Regions from separate parts of the Rattus norvegicus genome. Here region 2 is linked to region 1. A link is a contact called in public Hi-C data. All regions are on one chromosome and are shown on one strand. The core of a region is the stretch at or near the end of the contact, and the rest is flanking DNA. Distances in the headings are between cores, read along the strand shown. Region 1 holds the start of Rpl11 (ribosomal protein L11). Region 2 holds the start of Kdm1a (lysine demethylase 1A).

What was found. Hi-C and Micro-C count contacts between places; a contact is called where the count stands out from the background.
Region 2: a Hi-C map of liver shows a contact between it and region 1, with 9 times the contacts expected there. The contact joins the promoter of Kdm1a here to the promoter of Rpl11 in region 1. A contact is called at or near these places in 2 of 12 Hi-C or Micro-C datasets (liver and mammary epithelial cells).

What each region holds. Positions count from the first base shown.
Region 1 is chr5:153,559,167-153,566,110 of GRCr8, forward strand. Rpl11 (ribosomal protein L11) reads right to left here and starts at 1,636. Exons shown (of 5, transcript NM_001025739.1): 1 at 1,144-1,636; 2 at 91-197. The coding sequence starts at 1,267. LOC134487012 (a long non-coding RNA gene) reads left to right here. Exons shown (of 4, transcript XR_010066682.1): 3 at 6,785-6,912.
Region 2 is chr5:154,118,756-154,126,085 of GRCr8, forward strand. It overlaps Kdm1a (lysine demethylase 1A), which reads right to left and starts at 3,020. Exons shown (of 20, transcript NM_001130098.1): 1 at 2,526-3,020. The coding sequence starts at 2,876.

The DNA.
Region 1 (6,944 bases), core at 386-2,885:
CAGCCAGGAGAACAGGCAACCCTTCCCTTAAACCAAATCATCTCTCATCATCCATCAAATGTTCCCCACTTCCAGGCCAGCCCACCTCACCTTCAGGCCTTTCTCCAGAATCTCCTCTGCCTTGGCTCCACGGACAGTGCAGTGAACAGCGATTTTCTCATTTCTCCGGATGCCAAAGGACCTGACGGTGTATCTAGCTGCAAGAAGGGAACAGAGAGGTAGGTAACATTTTACTCCCACTGCCCGGCATCTAACGTGTTAATCAACCTCACCCACCAACACAGAACAGAGCTTTCCAGCTCTAATGTCCCCAGCCGCACTTCAGCTAAGAACATTACAATCCCCAGAGTTCATGACATTAGGCAAGTCAGAGACAAAGGTTAGCACCGTTAATACTCCTTGAGAATGTCAAATGTAGCCCAGGCTGGCCTTGACCTGGGAGCAATCTTCCTGTTTCAGTCCGGGTACAGGAGTTACAATCATAGGCTACCAGGCCTAGCTTAACATTATGCTCTATCATACAGGAACCTGCATTCAAAATCCAGAATGGGGTGTGGAAGGGACAAGCTGGGAGGTTGACATTGGTAAAAGCTAGTATTTTCAAAAGGCCGACTGTCCAGATGTCCTGAGGCTAACTAGCCCAGGCTCACCGGTGGTACTAAGAAAGGGTATCCAATCCCAACAACAGACCACCTATAACCACACTCCCAACAGACCCCATGTTTCAAGCACATTAACACCTCCCATGTGGCCACACAAGGGAATCAGAATTCATTTTAAGGAAGCTGAGGTAGAGCCTAAAGTTAAGAAGCACTGATAGGGGGCTGGAGAGGTGGCTCAGTGGTTTAAAGAGGTCCTGAGTTCAAATCCCAGCAGCACCCACATGGTGGTTCACAACCATCTATAACAACATCTCACGCCCTCTTCTGTCAAGCAAACAGAGTACTCAGATACGAACATGAATATTAAGAATAAGAACGGATAGTCTCTCACCCCAGCAGTGTAATGTATTAACCCTGTTCTTACCTGTCAACCAGGCGGAATACTACACGTCTACTCTAGCTCCCTATTCGCACTCCTGTTCCGGCTAGATGGACTGAGGCCTTCCATCCACGCCTCTCTGGCTAGCCCATCACCACTCACCTTTGGAAAACACAGGGGTCTGGCCTGTGAGCTGCTCCAACACCTTGGCTGCTCGGGTCAGTCTGTCTCCACTCTCCCCCACGCAGATATTGAGGCAGAGCTTGCGGATACGAAGTTCCCGCATGGGGTTCTCCTTTTCACCCTGATCTTGCTGCAGAAAAGAGTAAACGCAGCCGTCAAAGTCGAGAAGCCAATGTCTTCTCCAGTCTGATCTCTACGGTCCCGAATCCTATGGACTAAGGACTAAAAAGGTCTCAGTGTTTGGGGCGGAGGAGCACTGAGTAAGCCTGAATGCTAAGGCGGTCGATGTTTCTGGGTAATAGACACAAGAGCTTATAGAAAGCCAATCAGACAGGAGAGAATACAATGTAACCTTAAAATGACAAACTACAGGAAACATCGGCCTACGCGACCTGCCCTCCTCCTTCCCAAGCTGTCTGCAAGCGAGCACCAGTCCTGAGTAGGGACCCGCAGATGCTCCCCAGCACCAAACAAGCTTCAAGTCCCCTGGGCTGGGACCCGACAGAGAGCTCGGCACATTCCGCTCGCGCTCCCGGAAGCCCCCAGACCCCGCGTCTGGGCCCTCGGGGCCGCTGACCTGAGCCCCATTCCTACGATGGGCGGCGACGTGACGGGCGAGCCCTGCGCCCGCACAGCCCTGCCGGTCTTAATGCCACCAGCATCGCGGGCTCCGTCCTCCTCCAGCCACCGGCGAAACAGCCCTCGTGGGCTCCGCCGGCCGCGGATGGAGATGGATGAAAGAGAGGCAAAAGCAACTCTTGCTCTACTCACCGCCATGGTGGAGAACAGGAAGAGAGAGTGGGACTTCCGGCCCCGTGGCCTTATGGGTCAGGAGGCGGGATTTTTCTCCTAGGCTGACAAACGAGGTGAGAGTGGGAAAGAGAGGCACGGTTGTCTTGGCGCTGCCTCCTCTAGTGGATCGTCCTCGGAACTGCAGTCATCTCGGGCTAAAGACCAGGTCTTTTGAAAACCAGGTAGACTGGTATGTTCTTGAGTCCATCACTTCAAGAACAGAGTCATAGCCGTACTTTAAGTGGACCTTGGTTTGCAAAGTTCCCAGCATGTACGCTGTATTTCAAAACTGGCTGGGGTTGGGGATTTAGCTCAGTGGTAGAGCGCTTGCCTAGCAAGCGCAAGGCATCTAGGTTCGATCCCCAGCTCCGAAGGAGAAAAAAAAAAAACTGGCTGTAACTCCAGTTCCAGGGAGACAGATCCCTCTTCTGGCATCTACAGGCACCAGGTTATGCAGGCAGGCAGGCAAAACACCCATATAAATAAAAAAAAATAAGCAAAATTTTCAAAATAAGCTGAGGCTGGAGAGATGGTGCAGTAGTTAAGAGCATTGACAGCTCTTCCACAGGTCCTGAGTTCAAATCCCAGCAACCTCATGGTGGCTCACAATCAACTAAACTGATGCCCTCTTCTAGTATGCAGGTGTACATGCAGATAGAACACTCGTTTACATAAGTAAAAGGATAAACTGTACAGATTCTAGGGCATTTATTTTGTAACAATGTTAACATAGAAGTTATACTAATCAGCGTAGTGGCTTAAATCAGCTGTTACAGTCTGATGCCCTTGCCTTCCTCCCGAGGACGCCAGACACACACTTGCAAGAACACATGTGCGGGGGGAAAATTTTTCATATAGATAAACTAATAAATGCTAAATAAAATTTGAAAATAGAGTCCTGAGCTGTGAATACAGGCAGGTGTGGTTTTAATTCAACTTACTAGTTACTAATTTAAATGATTTCAGTCTGTTTTCTTTCCCCTTGTGTAAAATAGGTACTTCAGGGGGTTGGGGATTTAGCTCAGTGGTAGAGCGCTTGCTAGCATGCGCAAGGCCCTGAGTTCGGTCCCCAGCTCCGGGAAAAAAAAAAAAAAATAGGTACTTCAGTGTCACGGGTTACTGTGAAAATTCAGTGAAGTAGTGAAGTGTGTAAGTTGTTACTTTTATGATTAATACAAGCCTAGAATACAACATCCAAGCAACGCTCACCTTCCAAAAAAGGTATTAAACAGGTTAGCTAAAAAGAGAGGACAGCAGAGATGCAGGGGAGAGAGAGAGAGAGAGAGAGAGAGAGAGAGAGAGAGAGAGAGAGAGAGAGAGAGAGAGGAAGAAGAAGGAGGAGGAGGAGGAGAAGGAAGAAGAGGAAGAGGAGGAAGAGGATGGAGAGGATGGAGAGGAGGGAGAGGAGAGGAGTAGGGAAGGGAAAGAGAAGAGAAGAGAAGAGAAGAGAAGAGAAGAGAAGAGAAGAGAAGAGAAGAGAAGAGAAGAGATCTTACCGTGGCTTACAGATGCATCCGAGACAAGAGCATCAGTTCAGACTGTAGGACACGCCCCCTTCCAGGGTTACATTGAATCCTTAGTAGCTGAACTCAAGGCTGAGGACCACCACAATCCACATCCCAGGCAGATGCTGGCCTTCCTTGATTCAGTCAGTTTCTCTAACAGGAATACATGAGCAAAGAAGAACACATATGCCTTTGGTAGAAAAATGGCCTATTCTCTCCCTTCTGTTACCCCCAACACCCCTCTCTAACCTACGCAGGGGAGACATGCGAGGCCGATGATCTGAGTTCAATCCTCAGAACCCATGTACAGGTAGAAGGAGAGAACTGACGTCACAAAACTGTCCTGCAACTTTCACACTCCTGCCATGGCACGTGAAACCTACACATGCAAGTAATGAGAATCTTGAAAAACCCAGTTATGTTATGCGATTATGTTTTTGTTTCAATCCCAGGCAGGGGATATGGGGTTGCTTCGGACTGTCCACAGCCACTATGATTTGTCTCATGCTCTAGAAGGGGTGTGATTTTTGCAAGCTGTAGCTAGTTTATGTTTGGAATTTTGGGGGCACTTAAGAGAGTATAAATGCGGGGTTGGGGATTTAGCTCAGTGGTAGAGCGCTTGCCTAGGAACCGCAAGGCCCTGGGTTCGGTCCCCAGCTCCGAAAAAAAGAACCAAAAAAAAAAAAAAAAAAAAAAAAGAGAGAGTATAAATGCAAGAGGACCAAGCGGGCTGGTGACAGCTGCTACTCCCTCCACTGTTTCTCCCTGCCACTGCTGGTCCAGGCTGTTGCATTTGAGGCTTTTGCTGGATTGCTGGATTGATGATAGCTGTTTGGAGATATGATGATACAGAAGGGACTAGGGTAGAGTAGGGGTGGAGAAGGGTGTTAGATAAATGAACCCAATAAAAAAGCCAAAAAGTCCAGTTATAAGTGACACCTAACCTAGAGCTAGGTAAAATGAGACACATGATTTCCAATGCCATAGAAGAAGTGGCAAGGGAAGAAGGAAGGAATATTCTGCCTCAGGGTACCACCAAAAAGTTAATTTGCTGCTGCTGGCTCTGGGTTCTTTCCCACTCTGCTCTCAGAGGGGAATTTCTATTTCTTCCTCCTCCTCCTCTTCTCCATTCTCCTCTTCTCCCTGCTCTTCTCTATTCTCCTCCTCTTCCTCTTCCTCTTCCTCCTTTTCCTCCTTTTCTTCTTCCTTCTCTTCCTCCTCCTTTTTTTTTTTAAAGATTTATTTATTATATATAAGTACACTGTATCTGTCTTCAGATACACCAGAAGAGGGCATCGGATCTCTTTACAGATGGTTGTGAGCCACCATGTGGTTGCTGGGAATTGAACTCAGGACCTCTGGAAGAGCAGTTGGGTGCTCTTAACCACTGAGCCATCTCTCCAGCTCCCTCTTCCTCCTCCTTTTTTTGTATTTCAAAAAAGATTGAGGGCTGGAGAGATGGCTCAGTGGTTAAGGGCACTGACTGCTCTTCCTGAGTTCAGTCCCCAGCAACCACATGGTGGCTCACAACCATCTGTAAAGAGATCCGATGCCCTCTTCTGGTGTGTCTGAAGACAGCTACAGTGTACTTATATATAATAAATGAATAAATCTTAAAAAAAAATAGTTTGGGATAAGGTTGAGGAGCCTCATTCCCTAAGATTGTACAAGGCTCTAAGGAAGCTTTCACGGATTTCTTGTAAAGCTTGGTTTCAGCTGTAAAAAAAGAGCTATATCAAGCTCTGATGCCAGACAGATGCTGATAGAGACTCTAATGTTTAAGACTGTGAATACTAGGGGCTGGAGAGATGGCTCAGCGGTTAAGAGCACCCGACTGCTCTTCCAGAGGTCATGAGTTCAATTCCCAGCAACCACATGGTGGCTCACAACCATCTGTAAAGAGATCCGATGCCCTCTTCTGGTGTGTCTGAAGACAGCTACAGTGTACTTATATATAATAAATGAATAAATCTTAAAAAAAAAATAGTTTGGGATAAGGTTGAGGAGCCTCATTCCCTAAGATTGTACAAGGCTCTAAGGAAGCTTTCACGGATTTCTTGTAAAGCTTGGTTTCAGCTGTAAAAAAAGAGCTATATCAAACTCTGATGCCAGACAGATGCTGATAGAGACTCTAATGTTTAAGACTGTGAATACTAGGGGCTGGAGAGATGGCTCAGCGGTTAAGAGCACCCGACTGCTCTTCCAGAGGTCATGAGTTCAATTCCCAGCAACCACATGGTGGCTCACAACCATCTGTAAAGAGATCCAATGCCCTCTTCTGGTGTATCTGAAGACAGCTACAGTGTACTTATATATAATAAATAAATAAATCTTTAAAAAAAAAGACTGTGAATACTAAATGTAAGAGTTATTAGACCTATTAGTCTGTTAAAGGCATAAGCAGCACCAATGGATAAGTGAATAAGGGAGACATGATATTGGCTCTCACAAGCATCATGCCAATATCATAGGACAAGCTGTAGCTAGAGGTCTCAGGTATCAAAATCCTTGCTGCTTTAACCACAGGGTATTAGGCCACTCATAAAGATGCTGTGACCAAGTCAGATCTCTAAATGTCTGATGATTTTACTGTGAGAGATATGGTTCTTTCCACCAGAGAAGGGGGACAAGCCATTTCTGACAGCAATGAGTTCTCTTTGGAAAGAAAGCCAAGTCTTCCGGGGCTTTGCAGAGGTAAAGGGTACCATTGGACTGATGAATGCAGGTCCAGGAGAGACATACAAGGTAATCTCTTGGTGTTGGGAAACAAAATGAAGGGCCTGCCAGCTTGCGGCCCATAGCAGTAAATATGAACCTTTTCCCCCTGGTCAGCCAGGAGATAAGAAGCAGGCAGAAAAACCACGACAAAATATTGATAACAAAATAGCCACTGGCATTTATGATCCTTTGCCTTCAAGAGCAGTAGAGATATATAAGGGAAAAAAGGGTAGATTATTATATCTCCCTAAGAAAGAAAAAAGAAAGGTGGCTTATAATATCTTCTTTTATTTATTTATTTACTTACTTATTTATTTTTATTTTGTATAAGTACACTGTCGCTGTCCTCAGACACACCAGAAAAGGGCCTCAGATCCCTTTACATATGGTTGTGAGCCACCATGTGTTTGCTGGGAATTGAACTCAGGACCTCTAGGAAGAGCAGTCAGTGCTCTTAACCACTGAGCCATCTCTCCAGTCCCCATTATATCTTTAAACTAAGCAAGTAATAACAAGTCTCAAATATTTCACATTGGCTTAGATTAATGTTTATTGATAGAAATTTAGGGTTATATTTGTGACAATATAATGAATATATTTCTTAGATATTCTGGGCCTGTCAGCTGAACACTGGATGCCCCACTGAAAGAGAGGAACCTTGGGCAGCCAACAACAGTCTCTCTCATTTCTACAATTTTGGAAGCTGCTTGCTCTACACTTCCTACATACTCAGGTAATATTTACCCTTCTTAGGTCTCTGATGAG
Region 2 (7,330 bases), core at 1,770-4,269, 560 kb after region 1:
AAGATTATTCATTCATTCATCCATTCATCCATTATGTACAGTATTCTGCCTGCATGTATGCTTGCACGCCAGAAGAGGGCACCAGACCTCATTCTAAATGGTTCTGTGCCACCAAGTGGTTGCTAGGAATTGAACTCAGGACCTCTGAGAGAGCAGACAGCAATCTTAACTTCTGAGACATCTCTCCAGACCTCAAATGTGTTTTAAATTATCTCAGTTTCTGGTCATGACTTGATAAAATGGAATCCTACTGGATTCTGCCCTCTTTCATGTCCAAGGGTTGAAGTCAACCAAAGGGGGTTGGGGCTGGACAGATGGCTCAGTGGTTGAGTGCAGTGGCTGCTCTTCCAGAGGTTCTGAGTTCAATTCCCAGTAACCACATAGTGGCTCACAACCATCTGTAATGAGATCTGATACCCTCTTCTGGTGTGTCTGAAGACAGCAACAGTGTACTCACATACATAAAATAAATAAATCTTAAAAAAAAAAAAAAAACTAATGCAGGCAGATTGAAATGTATTCAAATTATCTTGGGGGTAGGGTGTCACTGTGTTTTTTGTGGTCCCACATGCACTTTCTTCAGAAGTTTAAAAGAGGATTCTAGTTTTGTGGGTTTTAAAAACATGTTTGGCAGGTTTCTTTATGGCATTTTCACACATAATTAGTTCTGGTTGACCCTCCTTTGTCCCTCCCTCTCCATCTATATCCCAATACCCCACCTTCCTAATGCATGTCTGATAAAAGCCCCCCCCCCCAAAAAAACAAACCACCTTTCCTCCAAATTCATTTTAATGAGCAGTGAGTATGAAGTTCTCAAGCAGGAAGCTGAGGCTCTCTGGACCAACTTGCAAAAAAAACGATACCCAGCAGCCTGCACAGTGCAGTGACCACTCTGGAAGCCTAGGGGGCACTATAAGTTGAGCACAAGAATTTGAGATCTAACTGAGCAACATAACAAAATGTTTGTTAATCAAAACCAAAACAAGCCAGGCCTAGTGAGACAGGCCTAGAGCCCCAGTGACTCGGAAGGTTGACCCAGGAGCATTACAAGTTCAAGCCCTGTCTCAGTCACAAGATAAATTCAGGGCCAACCTGGCAACTTAGTTTCAAAATACCAAGAACTGGTGATACAGTACAGTGGTAGAGAACCTGTCTACCACACAAAAGGTTCAACTCCCCAGCACAGCAGGAGAGAACAGTGTACAAAAAGTTACCTAAGCCACACTTTACCCAACATTTGTATTTATCTTGAGGTGCTACGGGCAGAAACGCTGGTTCTCAATCCTTCTTGGCAACTCCTGTGCCATCCAGTCACATCTTTAGACTACTTCTTGTATGCACTACATACCCATCCATACATATCTCTTATTTCCAGATTGAGAATCTCTGGGAAAAGCCAATGCTGTGCAATAAAGCTGCACCAATGCTTGGCGATGTTACTGTATGAGGGCTTTTTTTGTTGTTGTTGTTTTGTTTTGTTTTTTGTTTCAGTAACGAATGACACCTTGTCAAAACACCAAACTTTGAAACTAAACTTCACTTTATTCATTCTTAAAGTGAGGTTATTAACAATACCAGTGGTGTTTTCGAAAACGAAAAGCGCTGGCCTGGTGCCAAATGCACCATCTGGTATACTGAGGTGTGAGACAGAGATTATCTGTGTATAGTGTTGGATCTGATGCCAAATCTTTATCTTTATATTAGCACCGTGACCAAACTGATACTCTTCATCCGCTTCCACATTTGTAAAAATCTACTCGGGGCCCACGATCCCGCTGGCTGCCAGGCCTGACAACTAGTTCGATTCCTTAGCGTGGTGGAAAGACTAGGACGGACTCGGGCGAGCTGTCCGTACCTCAACTCGCAGACACACAATAAATGATTGTTTAAAAAAAAGGGGGGGGGGGAGGCTGGAGAGATGGCTCATCGGTTAAGAGACTGCTCTTCCAGAGGTCATGAGTTCAATTCCCAGCAACCACATGGTGGCTCACAACCATCTGTAAAGAGATCCGATGCCCTCTTCTGGTGTGTCTGAAGACAGCTACAGTGTACTTATATAAATAAATGAATAAATCTTTAAAAAAAAAAGGGGGGGTGGGTAAAGAGAGTCTACTTGGCGTACAGCAAAACCTTGAAAAAGAAAAGGAGGGGTTGGGGATTTAGCTCAGTGGTAGAGCGCTTGCCTAGCAAGCGCAAGGCCCTGGGTTCGGTCCCCAGCTCCGAAAAAAAGAAAAAAGAAAAAAAAAGAAAAAGGAAAGAAAGGAAAAGGGAAAGAGAGGTCTCTTCCTTTTCATGAAGCTTGACTCTAAAGCATCACACTCATCTCCCCCGTGCGCCCGACGTCCGCACACACCAGCCACACAGGTAGACAAACGCGTCGGGAAGCCATCTTTCCCAGTCAGAGGATCACGGTCACACCCTCCTGTGACCGATACCCCGGGTCCCCGCACAAAGGCCGGGCCTCCCTTACCCCGCCCCCACTCCCACCCGGGTCCCCGGGACCAGAGCCTGAACCCGGGTCTCACCTTCGCCCGCTTGCGTCGGCTGGTCCGTCGGCCCTCCGGGGTCTCGGCTATTCCTGTCTCCATGGGTGTAGCGGAGCCGGGCCCGGCTGTGGGCCCCGCCTGAGGCCCGGCGGACCCAGGCGGCTCGGCCAGGCCTCCGGGCGGCGAGGCCCGCGGAGGCTCCTTCTTTCGGGGAGTGCGCTCGCCCGCCGCCCCCGTAGCAATGTCGGCGGGGCCCGCCAGGCCCGCGGGCGGCGCGGCCACCTCAGAGCCGTTCTCGGCGCCGCCCGCCGCCCCGGGCCCGGCCTCTGTCCCAGCCGCTGCTGCCGCCGCCGCCGCTGCCGCCGCCGCCGCCTTCTTCCCAGACAACATCTCGGGCCGCCTGGCCGCCGCGGGCCGCAGGGGCCGCTCGGTCTGCCGCTCCGTGGGTCCGCAGCCGCCTCTCGCCTCTCCGCTCCGAACCTCACACGGTCCGCGCGAAACCGAGCACCTCCGCGTGCGCACGCGCCCTGCGCGCTCTCGCCGCGTCAGGACAAAAAGCAGCAGCTTGTCCCCCTGCTCAAGACCATAGAGCAGCGTCCCGGAGGCTAGAGCGGAGCCTCAGCATCGAGCGCGAGGCTGATCTAGAGCGCCCCCTGCGATTGGGAGTCCGCCCTAGCACATCCCTTTGACCGGATTCTGAGCTCGGCTGCACCTCCCAGGACCACGTCCAACAAGGACTCTCAAGAGTCACTCCCGCATTTACCCATACACCATTCACTTCAACTAATACCGTTGAAGTAATAATAGTAGTAATAACTAATTCTCACTGCGGGACAAGGGTTGAAGTACGACTAAATTAATGATCACTTAATTATCCTGTGCTATGTACCTCAATCTTTAGAGAACTTGCCCAGAATGTGTATGACCCCGAGTTATCCCCAGAGTTGAGTTAGGGAAACTAACTTCATAGTTGTCCTGCTTGGACTGTGTGAAAATAAAGAGTACACGACTTTCCACGGTAATAAAATAGAGAGAATTGAGGAAATTCTAGTTTGAGTCAAAGTGAACTCGCTCCTGTCGCCAAGCCTTGCTTATTTTCTTTCTTGGGGCGGCACACCGCCTACATTCATGCCCACTGCCATGCCTCCTCCATCCCCCATCTCTCCAGGCACATAACACTTCTTCAACGTAGGTCAGTTCTTTCTAATGCTGGAGAATGTGGGGGTTTATTCATGAGATGTTGAGATGTATAGGATGTTGGGGGAGGGGCGTTATTCGCCAGAGAAGAATGCTCGGACATGGGTTTAGGCCAATAGAAAGTCTTTATTAGCTGGCTGGTAACTACACTGGGTGCTTAAGATTTCAATGCAGCCTGGAGCCTTTCTCAGGGCGAGATTTTACGCACAAAAAAAAAAAAAAAAAAAAAAAAGTCCTGGGTTGACATACTTGAGTTAACAAGAACAGTTAGCCAGAAGCAGAACCACAAAAGCCAAAAAGCAAGGTTAGAACATTTTCCAGAGCTGTGGGCTTTGATGGATTAGGTCTTTGTTTTAGTTTTGGCAGGTGCTGTCTATGTGCTGAGTTTTACAGCTCGAATGGTACATCCACCATTGAGTTAGTCTTTCAGCCTACTAAGATCTGGGGTCCTGTTACAGGGTTTTGCTTGTTTGCTTCTTTGCTTGTTTAATTCTTCCAAGGTGATGAAGTTGACTGCAAAAAACAGCAGGAGGAAGGTTGCCGGAGGAAATTCCATACTGTGATTGCGGTGATACAGGGTTGCCAGTATCCACCAAAATTCACTGAACTCTGTGAACAAAACAAACCTTTAAAAAGCGTGAAGGTAATTGTGCATGCCTTTAATCCCAAGCACATGGGAGGCAGAGGCAGGCTCTGAGTTTGAGGCCACCCTGGTCTACAGAGCAAGTTCCAGGATGGCCAGGGCTACCCTGAGAAACCCTATTTCAAAAAAACAAGCCAACAAACAAAAACGGTATGCAGGACGAAAAAAACCGCATTCACAGTACCATGTATGTCCCTTGTGTGAAGTTCTCATGGTCACAATCAGCAAAGTCAGCGACTATGGTAGAAGTCTATCGAGGGACTGGAGCAGGCTTTGTGGGGAATGTAGAGAGCAATATAGGGAAGAGTTGGTGATGGAAGGAAGGCTGGTGCTAAGCCCTGCTCCTCCACCATAAATTGTAGGAGCGGCGGCGAAGTAAAGATGGCACCGACAGCCAGCCCCGTCTGAATGGGAATAACTTACCGCGCATGCGCAGGCTTGTCCCCTGTCAGGGCAGCTGTATGATAATGAGGTGAATCTGGCGCCCTCCTGTTGTGAACAACAGTACTGCGCATGCGTGGGGTTTTGTACCTGATGTCAGTCTGGCTGGGGCGGTACTATGCTAATGAAGTTCATGCCGCGCCAATCTCTGGAGGACAAGTAGCTGGATGACTCGTGCCCCACCAATCCCTGAAAGAATATTAGCATACTGCTGTGTATATAAGGCGAGCGGCTTTGCGGCTGGGCGCCGTAACATTTGAAGCTGTAACACTTGGAGCTGTAACACTCTTGGAGCTGTAACACTTAGGGCTGGCTGCTGCCGCCGCCGCCTCCCTATATCAAGAATGAAGGTGTCCTGCAGTAAAGGCTGTTGAGAAGAATCCAACCCTGTTGCATCTTCCTTGCCGGCCAAGGTGGGCGCGACAAGTGGTGGCCCGTAAGGTGAACCGAGGACATCCTCGTGGATCTCAGAACTCCGCATTGTCGGAAAGTTCCCGGATAAGGGAGGTAAGATAAATAAAGTTCTCTGGAGGTAAGCAGAGACAATAAAAGCCTTGGTATAGAGGCGGAAAGGTTTGGGAACTACGGCAATGTTGTTTCCAATTGATCCTTTGTGGGTAGGGCTTGTAATTTTGTTTCTTTTCTTCTTTGTGTGGGATAGAGAAGCCACAGAGGGCAAGCTTAAGCCCGGACCAAAACCTCTTTGGCGAACGGTCCCTGCCTGCTTAGAGGATAAACGATGTGAGGATGATGAGGCTGATCTCGAGGAAGAGGCTGCTCAGTGTGAGAGGGAGAGACTAGGCAAGAAAGCAGTTATACCAACAGCACCTCCGTATAACCTTCAATATAAAAGCATGGTGAAGCCAGCAGGGGCTGCTTCCTTTTGCCCAGAGGTGTGGAAAGAGATGGAATTAAGTTTTCCAGTGTTTCTGGATGCTAACGGGCATAGATATCATGAACCCATTGACTTTAAGACTATGAAGCAATTGGCAGAATCAGTCAGAACCTATGGGGTCAGTGCAGCTTTTGTTATGGCTCAAGTTGAGGCTGTTGCTAGGTATTGCCTCACCCCTGGGGATTGGGGAAGTCTGGCTAAAGCCTGCCTCTCCTCAGGTCAATACTTAGATTGGAAATCTTATCTTTTTGAATACGCTAATACTCAGGCCGCCATTAATCTGGCCTCAGGAGTAGACCCTCAGAGACATTGGGACACTGACATGCTATTGGGTCTAGGGAGATTCGCTCTGGACCAGACTGATTATCCAGAACAAGTTTATAGCCAAATTAATGAAATAGCCATCAAGGCATGGAAAGCACTGCCTAATAGGGGCGCAGTCTCCAGGAACCTTACCAAGGTTCTGCAAGGGCCCACGGAGCTGTTTTCAGACTTTGTAGCCCGTATGGTAGAGACCGCTACCAAGATCTTCGGAGACCCTGATACAGCCATGCCTCTCATTAAGCAGCTGGTGTATGAGCAATGTACAAAAGAATGTAGGACTGCTATAACCCCATACAAACATAAAGGTTTAGAAATTTGGATGAAAGTCTGCAGGGAACTGGGAGGACCATTGACTAATGCTGGCCTAGCGGCAGCTGTGATACAGTTAGGGAAAACCGCCACCACGGATACCTGTTTCAAATGTGGCCGTAAAGGGCATTATCGAAGACAGTGTCCTGAAAGGAGTAAGGGGAGAATTAGCGATAGACCCAAGCAGCCTGGACTATGTCCACGGTGTAAGAAGGGAAATCACTGGGCAAATGAGTGTCGATCTGTGAAGGACTTGGATGGCCGACCCCTATCGACAGGATATGGTGGTGCACGGCCAAAAAACGGACAACGGGGCCCACGTCCCCAGGGCCCTCAAATATATGGGGCTCTGCAGGGCGATCCTAAGAATCCTTTGCTACAATTTTTTATTGAACATCCAGTGATCTTTCCTAAGGTCACTGCCTCAGAGCCTTTGTCTGGAGCGTTAGATATTTATACAGATGGCTCCAAAACAGGTGTAGGTGCCTATATGGTTGATTCTCAAGAACCAGTCTTAATTCAATACAGTCCAGGCACCCCCCAAATTACAGAATGTAAAATTGTATTGGAAGTTTTTAAAAGATTTCATGATTCTTTTAATTTAATTTCTGACTCTGCTTATGTAGTTAATGCTGTGCGCTCACTTGAAATTGCAGGGCCAATTCGGTCGACTAGTACCGTATGTCAAATTCTTTTAGAATTACAAAAATTGATTTGGGCCAGAAAAAATAAATTTTTCATACAACATATTCAAGCCCATACTAATTTGCCTGGTCCCATGACCAGTAATAACGCCCTGGTGGATGCTAGTACTCGTAGAGAGTTTACTTTTCATGCTGCTCTGGTTGATCTCGCTAGAGAATTTCATCAAAAGTTTCATGTTCCTGCCTTTACTCTTCAACAAAACTTTAAAATCTCTAGAGCTACAGCCCATGATGTGGTGTTACGTTGCCAGAATTGTATTCAATTTCACCACCCTCCTCATGTGGGGATTAACCCTCGTGGTCTGATCCCGCTAAAACTTTGGCAGATGGA